2 separate regions of the Zea mays genome follow, and region 2 is linked to region 1. A link is a contact called in public Hi-C data. All regions are on one chromosome and are shown on one strand. Each heading gives the region's core, a stretch centred on a gene start, on an enhancer-like site or on the middle of the called end of the contact. The rest is flanking DNA. Distances are from core to core; before and after follow the strand shown. Region 1 holds the start of LOC103640568. Region 2 holds the start of LOC103640570 (F-box/LRR-repeat protein 17).

Region 1 (5,241 bases), core at 2,470-4,969:
TCTCCTGTTGCTGCTGCTATGAATTTCGGATCTGTGCAATGGAGGAGATCGGGAGAGGAAGGGGAGGAGATCAGGGCCTACTGAATCTGCGTATAAGCAGTTACCAAATATCTTTCGTGTGAGGGAACCAAGCTCGGGAATCTGATAATTTTTCGCGCCTTGTTTCGATTAGTTTTGGTCGTCGGTCACTCTTCGTACATATGGCCATTATACTTCATTAGCGACCAGTCTTATTTGAAAACAACGACCGTATTTTTTTCTGGTCGTCGGTTCATTGGGACGTGGCGGTGTTGTGCCTCCAACAGTCCTTACGACCAAATATTTTACGTGGTCGTCTATTTTTGGCCGTCAATACTTCTTTATCTTGTAGTGAACGTTTGTACTACTGAATAATTGAGTCATTTGTGCAAAGACCTACCATTAGTTTTTGTTGAATTGGTTATCTGTTGTTGACATGTTCAGATTTGGGTGTTCCTGTATAGGGTCACCTAGTAAATGTGAATCACTTTGTCCATGAACACACGACATCGGCTAGGAAATTGTAGAATTACATTATGTAATTAAACATGCATAACAACGACATTACATACGACAACAAACTTATTGAATTGAAGATCCACCTACGTAGTTATAAAACATATGGATTCACATGCTTCCACGTCGAGCCCACAAATGCTCTACAAGATCATTTTGTAGTGTCGACGACCTTTCTTGGCGATGAAGATCGAAGTGATTGATCACCCATTCAGAACGTCCTTATTGAATTAGTTGCGATGGTTCAATACCTGAAGTGTTGTCTCCGAAATCTGTATTTGCAGCAAACTCACCTTCGTCTTCGACAATCATGTTGTGCATGATGATGCATGCGGTTATTATCTCCGTTAAACGATTACGATCCCAACCGTACGCTGGACCACGCAGCACCGCCCACCGTGCTTGAAGAACACCAAATGCGCGCTCAATATCCTTTCTGCAACTTTCCTGCATTTGTGTGAAATATACTTTCTTTTCCTCATAAGGGTGTCGAATTGCTTTGACAAAAGTTGGCCAGTTGGGGTAAATGCCATCAGCAAGGTAATATCCGAAGTTGTAAGGATGACCGTTGATTATGTAATTGACGGGTGGCATTCGACTAGTTGTCATGGGGGTCAAATACTGGTGATCGGTGAAGCACGTTTACGTCATTATTAGTCCCAGGCATGCCAAAAAATGCATGCAAAATCCATAGATCATACGTTGCTACCGCTTCTAGTATCATAGTAGGTCTTCCATTTCTGCCACAAAACTGTCCACACTAGACCGTAGGACAGTTCCTCCACTCCCAATGCATGCAATCTATGGAACCCAACTTTCCTGGAAATCCCCTAGCCTCGCTATTGTGCATGATGCGTGCTATGTCAGCTTCATTAGGAGTTCGTAGATACCACCCACTAAAATATGCAATGATTACGCGATAAAAATGATTAAGGCATTCCCTAGCGGTAGACTCGCCAATTTGAATGTACTCGTCTACGACATCAGTAGGTAACCCATAAGCAAGTATCCGCATTGCGCACATACTTTTTGAAGGGGTCCAAGTCCTGGCAGGCCCGTTGCATCGAGCCGTTGCGTAAAGTAACTATCCTGGTGTTGAAGTCCTTCCATAATGCGGATGAACAACAGCCAACTCATACGGAACCTATAAATAGTAATAGGTTCATTATGAAGACAATGCTAATGTGAGAACATATCCAGAAATTTTTGAACTTCATACCTTCGACGAAACACATGTGGTGGATACACTGGGTTGGGGCCGAAGTAGTGATGATGGATGAGGTTTTCTCCAGCAAAATGATCCATGTGAATTATGCGGCGAGGTATACCGGAACATCGTCGGAGAATGCGTCTAGCCTCAATGTTGAGCGTAAGAAGAGTGACAAGCATAAATGTGTCGTCGTCACTATCACTCGAATCAGAATCATCATCCCTATGGAAATGAGACATATCGAACAAATGTCAAACTAGATGGAGTTGTGTCGGATGTGGGCACATTTAGGAAGACAAAGTGTGCATATATATAGGCGAGATGAATCTGGCTTGTGGGGAAGCTCGTGGCTTATACTGGAAGCCAACCGTGGCTTCGTGGGTACGATTGGTCGGGGTAAGCTTGCAACGTAAGCTAGTTTGAATTATGACGTCGCAACGTATCATGAAATGTTTGACGACACACAATTCAGACGTTTTGTATGCCATCAATAATTACATTTTAACTAAATTGTTTTGTTAGTACGTTGTGCATAAATTGTAAACAAATAAAAAAATTAAAAAATGTATTTACGACATAAATACAAGTCGGACGAGTCAAGAATAAAAAAAGAAAATAGAAAATGAAGTTAGTTATGTGGAAATGTATATTTAATGTGTAGATGGATATATAGGGGAATTTATAGAGGGAACGGTTACGGGATGAATGAATATAGGAGAGAGAATCTTGCTGGCGTGGCTGTATAGTAATATTTAGAAGGAAAAATTTAGCGGACACCGCTGCGGACAGTCTACATAACTGTCTGTACAAGCGCCTGCGCTAACGTATCAACACATAACTGTCTGTAGCCAACTCTACAGAAGATACAGTACAGATAGTGCCCTATGAAATCAACTAGCAGTTTAGTCTACAGAAGGGGGGTCAAAAGGGAAAGTATAGAACCCATGAGCGCCACATGTTTTGTATAGAGTAGCCTTGTAGCTTTCTAAAAAGCGTGAGGACAAGCAATTTCCATGTCTTGGTATCACATGAGAAAGGCATAAGGTGAAAATGGGTCAAATCACCTTCTGTTGATAAACAGATGTTAGCTCCTGAGGAACGTATAGTTTTTCCTTCATCACCTAGGACTGGGTCGCAAACTGCATAATGTTTGCAATTAGCAAACAAGAATGAACCATGCCTAGCCAATCTCTAGTTATGAGACGTATCTTGTCCCAATTAAATTTACTAAAGAAGAAGCAAGCACATAAATAACAGAAGATGGGAAAAGGTTACCGTATACAAGGTCAGGATTGACTGATCGTAATTTGTCAACAACTTGTAGCATAGTATTTAAAAAGGAAACCGGGCCTATGTAACCTGAGAACCATAAACAGCTTGTCACTTTGTGTCAGTCCGAAGTGTAAAAACAGTGGCCTAACCCGGTCCTAAACCACACCGTGCCTTCATCGGACCGTGTCGGTCCATATATTTGACCACATAAAATCAAAATATTACAATCACATAAAGTTCATAACTTACTAAATAAAAGATATTAAACAATCCTAGTATCATTTGACCATATAAACTCCAAATATCATAACAATATAACGTTGATAGCTTGCTAAATTAAAGAAATTAAACAACTTGGGCTTCGTTGGGTCGTGCCGACCTAAGCCGCCCAAACCATCTACGCGGACTGTGTCGGGGGCCCGATGGGCCGTAATTTGAGATCCGGCCTAAACCCGACTTCAGGCTATGCTAGCCCAGCCCGTATTATTTCGTGCCGAGTCGTGATTTAGACTTTTGTTTTCGGACTGTGCTCTTGCTAGCAAAAAAGCCCGACCCATAATCCCACCACTAAACCTGACCTCTAAATGTTGGGTACCCTGAGATAACATGTACCATGAACTATTTAAGTTTCCCAAGGAAATTGCACATGAGTTTCTGAACACAATATAGCGTACCTGTATCACTGTATGGTTAGAAAAACTGTAGAGTTTATTGGATCCACATCAAAGCCGAGGAGCTGCAGGGGGAAGACGGCCGATTTGTTGCCAACGTACCCCTGAAACAAAATCCATGCAGACTATTTGGGCTAACAAAATCCCCGAACGAAACACAAGCTCGTCACCGCCCGTCACACGAAAGGCAACGCAGTCAACTCATAACCAACCACTGATCCCTCGCGCGAACGATTGTGCCGCCGCTTACTTGGCGACAGTCATGCCGATGACGTGCACAGACGGTTGTGGCGGTGCTTAGTAGATGACAGTCACGCCGATGTCGTGAGATCGCACAGTCCATCAACACATCATGGGAAGACCCCAACCTAAACAAACCTACATGCAGAAATTCGTACCCAGACTCCATAGAAACACTGCTTTGGTGCCAAATCCAAAACACAACTGATATGTGCACCATGAGAATCGCAGTTCCTCAAGGCCACATCCATATCAATGCGCAGAGTCCGGGCTGGTGGGTTCCTCTACCATCGAGGGGACGCAAAGCAGTAAGCCAGCAAACAGATGGATGGGATGGGGGAGGGGCGCAGGTAGCCAGACGGTGTGGGACTGGATGCTGAGAACGCGGCCGGTGTCGGACGGCAGCGCGACGGACAGGATCGGCGGCCGCGCCATCTTCGGGTACGCCGCCGCCGCCCTCGTCCGGCCCCTCCGCGTCAGCAGCAGCGACCACCACCCAAACGCCTCCCTGTCGGCAGGTGAGGTCAGGCCTGCTGCGCGGCTGCGCCAGCAGCGGGGCACGGCGGCCCTCCCACGAGGCGCGCGCGGCGGCAGTCATGCGACGCAACGCACGGAGCGGCGGGCGGTGGAACCGTACGGTCGGGACGGACCGCTTGGCGGGATCTGTGCCGTGCGTTACAGAAGGGACGGATCCGATCCTCACCGTGCTCGTGGGGGCGCCATGGCGGCGGGCTCGACGGGATGGCCTTGGAGATTTTAGGCTCGCCAGACAGATCCGGGGCTCCCTGAAAGGCCTTAGCCCACGTAGAGGGTGATGGGCTCGTCGTCGTCACCCAGATGTTGAGCGGAATGGGAGGGATGGCGCCGGAGCGCTAGCACGCGTTGGGCTCGCATGGCAGTGTCACGCACGCATCGCATGCTGCTGTCCTCGGCCCGGCAACAGCCTACCGACGACTCCTGTGGGCTGTGGCTGTGGGAGTGAGTGGGACTGGGTCACCCGTCACTGGGGGCTGGGCTGGGCAGACGCGGTCGTCGCTGACCGTGACGCAGACGGCGGCATGTGCTGCCTGTGGCTGTGTGCGCACTGCATGCTGCTGCGCACAGTACGTTGCAGATACAACACTTTTGATGGAAATACGAAACGCCCACAGACGCGACAGATTCGAACGTCACGCTAAAAAAAACGGTAGTGAACGAGCTAGCCAGTCCATCACATCAGTGATCAGTCTCCGTCACGGTCACGGGAGATGACGTGGAAATCGGAGCTCACGAGTCAAGATGCATGCCAGTTTTTAGTTTCTCGTTTCGAACCAA
Region 2 (5,155 bases), core at 63-2,562, 200 kb before region 1:
TTTACCATCACTACCGATTTATCAGTCACAAGGGCAAGTAGTGTTTCACTATCTAGATTCAACCACGCACAGATTCTGCATCGGAGATGCAAGATAACAGATCCGTGCTTCCTGCTCTCAGATCAGAGTAGATCTCACAGCAAGATGACTAGAACTCCCCTAGGAAAGTCCGACCAGATAAGATCGACACTTAGAATTCCCTCGGCAAGCGCCCGTGCCAACTTTGCTATCCATTTGCGACTTGCCCGTGCTGCAGGATGTGTATTTAGACTCCAACCAAGCACCGATCAAGGATCCACGAGCAGGATCTCACGGCACCAGATCAGATCACACCTGCACTGCACCCAAGAGCAGCCATTCAATCCCAATCCACTAGTACAGTCATGTTTAAGTTGAATTACTAGGTGGATTTCGGTGTTCGTTCGTAGGTTCCCGTTCCTCCCGTTTGGATCGAGCAGCGTTCTATAGATCGAGCTCCATGCCGTCAATTGCGCGCCGATCCACTAAAAGCGCTGCGCCGCGCCGCCACATGCATAGCATAGATCAGCTCTGGACCTGTCCTCACCTGTCCATGCGGAGCACGAGCCTGGCGAGCGCGGGGCACCGCGCCATGAGCGCGCCGACGGGCCCGACCCCGGCGGCGCGGAGGCGGACCTCCTCGGCGGCCCTCCAGACGCGGCGCGCGCATTCGCGCCAGCCGCGGCTGACACCGGCCGCGGCCGCCACGGCGCGCGGGGGCATGCGCCGCAGCACCTCCACCAGCACCTCCCCGGGCGCCCGCCGCCCCGCGCCCGCCTCGACCCACCAATCCAGCGGCGGCGGGTCGTAGTCGCCGCCGCCATCCTCCTCCTCCTCCACGTCCACGGCCTCCACCCTCGCCTTCTTCCCCGGCGCCGCGGCCGCCAGCGGCACGGCGTCCAGCAACACGTCCGACGCGGCCGGCGGGTCGTCGAACTGCAGCGCGCGCCGCGGCTTGGTCTGCGGCGGGGGTGGCGGCGGCTGCTGCTCCCCCGCCTTGTCGCCGCCCCCGGCGGCGGCCAGCCTGGGGACGGTGCAGACGTGGCCCTTCTTGGGTAGCCCGCATCGGCCGCAGTTATAGCTGCCGCGGCGCTTGGGCTGCGCGGCGGCGGGGGCGGGGGCGTCGGAGGCCATGGCGGGAGATCTGGCGCTGGGGAGTGGGGAGGAGGGGAGGGGCAGCTGGGCTGAGCTGAGCTGGGGTAGGGACGGATTGGGATTGGGAGGCGAGGATGGGGTGGGGAAATAGAGGGAGGGAGAAGAAGGCGGGAGATTGGCGCGCGCGAGCTTGGCGCCATTTCCTCCTGCGCGCGGCCCTGTGTGTTTTCCGCCGCTTTTCGCTTGCGGGGTTTTGCGGGTTGGCGCCGGCGGGCTTTGCCTTAGCTTTCGTTTCGTTTGGGCACGGGTTGCTCGTGGACTCGGTCCTCGGCTCTGGCGGGTGGCGGCGGAGGGCCTCTCTGACGTGTCGTGTGCGGTGCGAGTAATGCCGACCAAGCTCATCGCGCTTCGTACCAAACCGGTTAGGGATAGAAAAGTCCAACAATTTTTTGGGTCGTGCCGTGTCAGCCCGAAGTGTAAAAACAGTGATCTAACCTGGCCATAAATCATGTCGTGTCTTCGTCGAACCGTGCTGGCTCAAGACCGGCCCATATATTTGACCACATAAAATCAAAATATTACAACTATATAAAGTTTATAGCTTACTAAATTAAAGATATTAAACAATTATAGCATAAAGAAATTAAACATATTGGGTTTAATTAGGCCGTGTCGGCCCAAACCCGGCCCATCTATACGGGCCGTGCCGGGGGCCTGACTGGCCAGAATTTAAGGCCCGGCGCATGCCTGTCTTCGGGCCGTACTAGCCCGGCACATATTATTTCGTGTCGGGTCGTGCTTTGGGCTCCTATTTTCGAGTCGTGGTCGTGCTGGCCCAAAAAGCACGGCCCATATTCCGAGCACTACGTGCGAGTGAGCACTGCAGAAGGGTTGTTTTGGTCTCTTGGAGTTGGGTGGCAGTTGAGATTGAGCCTATTGGGCATTGTCGGTGTTTTGGACCCGCGAGGACCGTCAATCGACCAGTGAATTTATTGATGCGTGCCCCTGCCCAAATGGGTTGATGCAAGATGGAACACAAGAGAGAGAATAAGGCTTATATTATCTTGCACCAGGGTGCTCGTAGTAGGGGTTACAAGCGTCGCGAGAGAGCGAGGGCGAGAGCGAGCGAGAGAGAGGGAGAGAGAGGGAGTCTAGCCCTGAGGTGAGGCATCTGAGTCAGCCTTCACTGCGTCTCTCCTACTCCACCTGTCTCCCTCCGCTTGCCCTGTCCTTGCGTTCCTGCGTATGCGTCCCTTTGTGTGAACGTGCCTTAGGAAGACCCTGGACATCCCCTTTTATAGATACAAGGAGATGGCCCAGCTGTACAATGGGGGTGTAGCTATGTGCTAACGTGGCTGGCGGACAAGTGCCTTGAGCCCTGTACATGTGCTAACGTGGTCGTCGGAGAAGTGCCTTGAGCCCTGTGGAAGAACAGCTGGCGGTGCGGCATGGACCCTGCTGACGTTTCCTTGCTTCCGTAAGGAGCTGGGAGCCATCGACGTCATGGTGGCACGCGGGGAACCATCATTACCTGCTATCGGAGTAGTTTGATGTGACTCTGGTCTTGTTCCTTCGTAGCAAAGGGTGGCTAGTGAAAGGGAAATAGGCTTACACCTTTTCCTAATTGATTTTGGTGGTTGAATTGCCCAAACACAAATAATTGGACTAATTAGTTTGCTCTAGATTATGAGTTCTACAGGTGCCAAAGGTTCACAACAAACCAATAAAAAGGTCAAAAAAGGATTCAAATATAGAGAGCAAAAGTTAGCCGAAGGGTGCCCTGGTCTGGCGCACCGGACTGCCCGGTGAGCCACCGGACAGTGTCCGGTGCACCAGGGACTCCAACTCCGAACTGCTCACCTTCGGGAATTCTGGGAGCCACTCCGCTATAATTCACCGGACTGTCCGGTGTGCCAGCGGAGCAACAGCTACTTCGTGCCAACGATCGTCTGCAGAAGGCATTAAATGCGCTACAGTGCGCGCCAGAGTCAGAGCAGAGCCAGATGGCGCACCGGACACTGAACAGTGCCTGTCCGGTGCACCACCGAACTGTCCGGTGGCCCAGAAGACAGAAGCTCCAACGGTCGGAATCCAACGGCCGGGTGACGTGGCAGGCGCACCAGACTGTCCGGTGCGCCATGCGACAACAGCCTTCACCAAACGGCTAGTTTGGTGGTTGGGGCTATAAATACCCCCAACCACCCACCATTCATTGCATCCAAGTTTTCTGACTTCCCACACCTTACAAGAGCTATAGCATTCAATACAAGACACACCAAAGAGATCAAATCCTCTCCCAAGTCCATAGATCATTCCCAATCAAATACGGGCTGATTGGTTGCCGGCTTCGCTCCTGCCTGGATTACGCCAGCCTGGGCCAGTAGATACGCTCCCGTCTCACGTCTCCACGCATGCAAGTAAACAGATGAAAAAACACCTAGACTGCACACGTGCATACAGGTTGGACTCATGCCATGCAGGTAACCATTCATAAGCCTAAATACAGTCAACGCACAGACTGGACCTGAGCGCGGCTGACCAGGTAACCAATCAGGCGTATAATGACTAGTGAGAGAGACTTGTGTTCATTTGAGCTCTTGCACTTGGATTGCTTCTTTTTCTCATTCTTTCTTGTGATCAACTCAATTGTAAGCGAGGCAAGAGACATCAATTGTGTGGTGGTCCTTGCGGGGACTTTGTGTCCCGTTTGATTGAGAAGAGAAGCTCACTCGGTCTAAGTGACCGTTTGAGAGAGGGAAAGGGTTGAAAGAGACCCGGTCTTTGTGACCACCTCAACAGGGAGTAGGTTTGCAAGAACCGAACCTCGGTAAAACAAATCCTTGTGTCTCACTCTTTATTTGCTTGTGATTTGTTTTTCACCCTCTCTCTCGGACTCGTTCATAATTCTAACGCTAACCCGGCTTGTAGTTGTGCTTAAGTTTATAAATTTCAGATTCACCCTATTCACCCCCTCTAGGCGACTTTCAATTGGTATCAGAGCTGATGCTTCATTAAGAGCTTAACCGCTCAAAGTGATGTCGGGAGATCACGCCAAGAAGATGGTGATCGGTGGAGAGAAGACCGCTACAAGCCACGGGAAGGCTCCATCGAGGGAGTCCGCCAACAAGAAGGATGAATCCCCTTCACGCATTTGATCACACAAGAGTGGCGAGAAGAAGAAGAAAATGAAGAAGGTAGTCTACTACGAGACCGACTCTTCATCGCCCTTTACATCCGGATCCGACGCCGCGTCCGTCACTTCTAAGCGCCAAGAGCGCAAGAAGTATAGTAAGATTCCCCTACGCTATCCTCGCATTCCTAAGCATACTCCATTACTTTCCGTCCCATTAGGCAAACCGCCGATGTTTGACGGTGAAGATTATTCTAGGTGCAGTGATATGATGAGATATCACCTAACCTCACTCCACAAAAGCATATGGGATGTTGTTGAGTTTGGTGTACAGGTACCATCCGTAGGGGATGAAGATTATGATGAGGACGAGGTGGCCCAAATCATGCACTTCAACTCCCAAGCCACCACTATACTCCTCACCTCTCTAAGTCGAGAGGAGTATAACAAGGTGCAAGGATTGAAGAGCGCCAAGGAAATTTGGGATGTACTCAAGACCGCACACGAAGGAGACGAGGTGACAAAAATCACCAAGCGGGAGACGATCGAGGGGGAGCTCAGTCGCTTCCGGCTTCGCCAAGGGGAAGAACCATAAGAGATGTACAATCGGCTCAAGACCTTGGTGAACCAAGTGCGCAACCTCGGGAGCACAAAATGGGATGACCATGAAATGGTCAAGGTTATTCTTAGATCACTCGTTTTTCTTAACCCTACACAAGTTCAATTAATATGCGGTGATCCTAGATACACACTAATGTCTCCCGAGGAAGTAATAGGAAAATTTGTGAGCTTTGAATTGATGATCAAAGGCTCAAAGAAAATCATCGAGCAAGATGCCTCCTCCACGCCCGAAGCACAACCGGTCGCATTCAAGGCGACGGAGGAGAAGAAGGAAGAGTCTACATCAAGTAG

Evidence for each region. Hi-C and Micro-C count contacts between places; a contact is called where the count stands out from the background.
Region 2: a contact with region 1 is called in a Hi-C map of leaf, with 6 times the contacts expected there. The contact joins the promoter of LOC103640570 here to the promoter of LOC103640568 in region 1. A contact is called at or near these places in 3 of 25 Hi-C or Micro-C datasets (bundle sheath, ear and leaf).

What each region holds. Positions count from the first base shown.
Region 1 is chr1:174,324,957-174,330,197 of Zm-B73-REFERENCE-NAM-5.0, reverse strand. LOC103640568 reads left to right here and starts at 3,719. Exons shown (of 1, transcript XM_008663652.4): 1 at 3,719-5,241. The coding sequence starts at 4,256. The coding sequence ends at 4,687.
Region 2 is chr1:174,520,294-174,525,448 of Zm-B73-REFERENCE-NAM-5.0, reverse strand. LOC103640570 (F-box/LRR-repeat protein 17) reads right to left here and starts at 1,312. Exons shown (of 10, transcript XM_008663663.4): 1 at 566-1,312. The coding sequence starts at 1,152.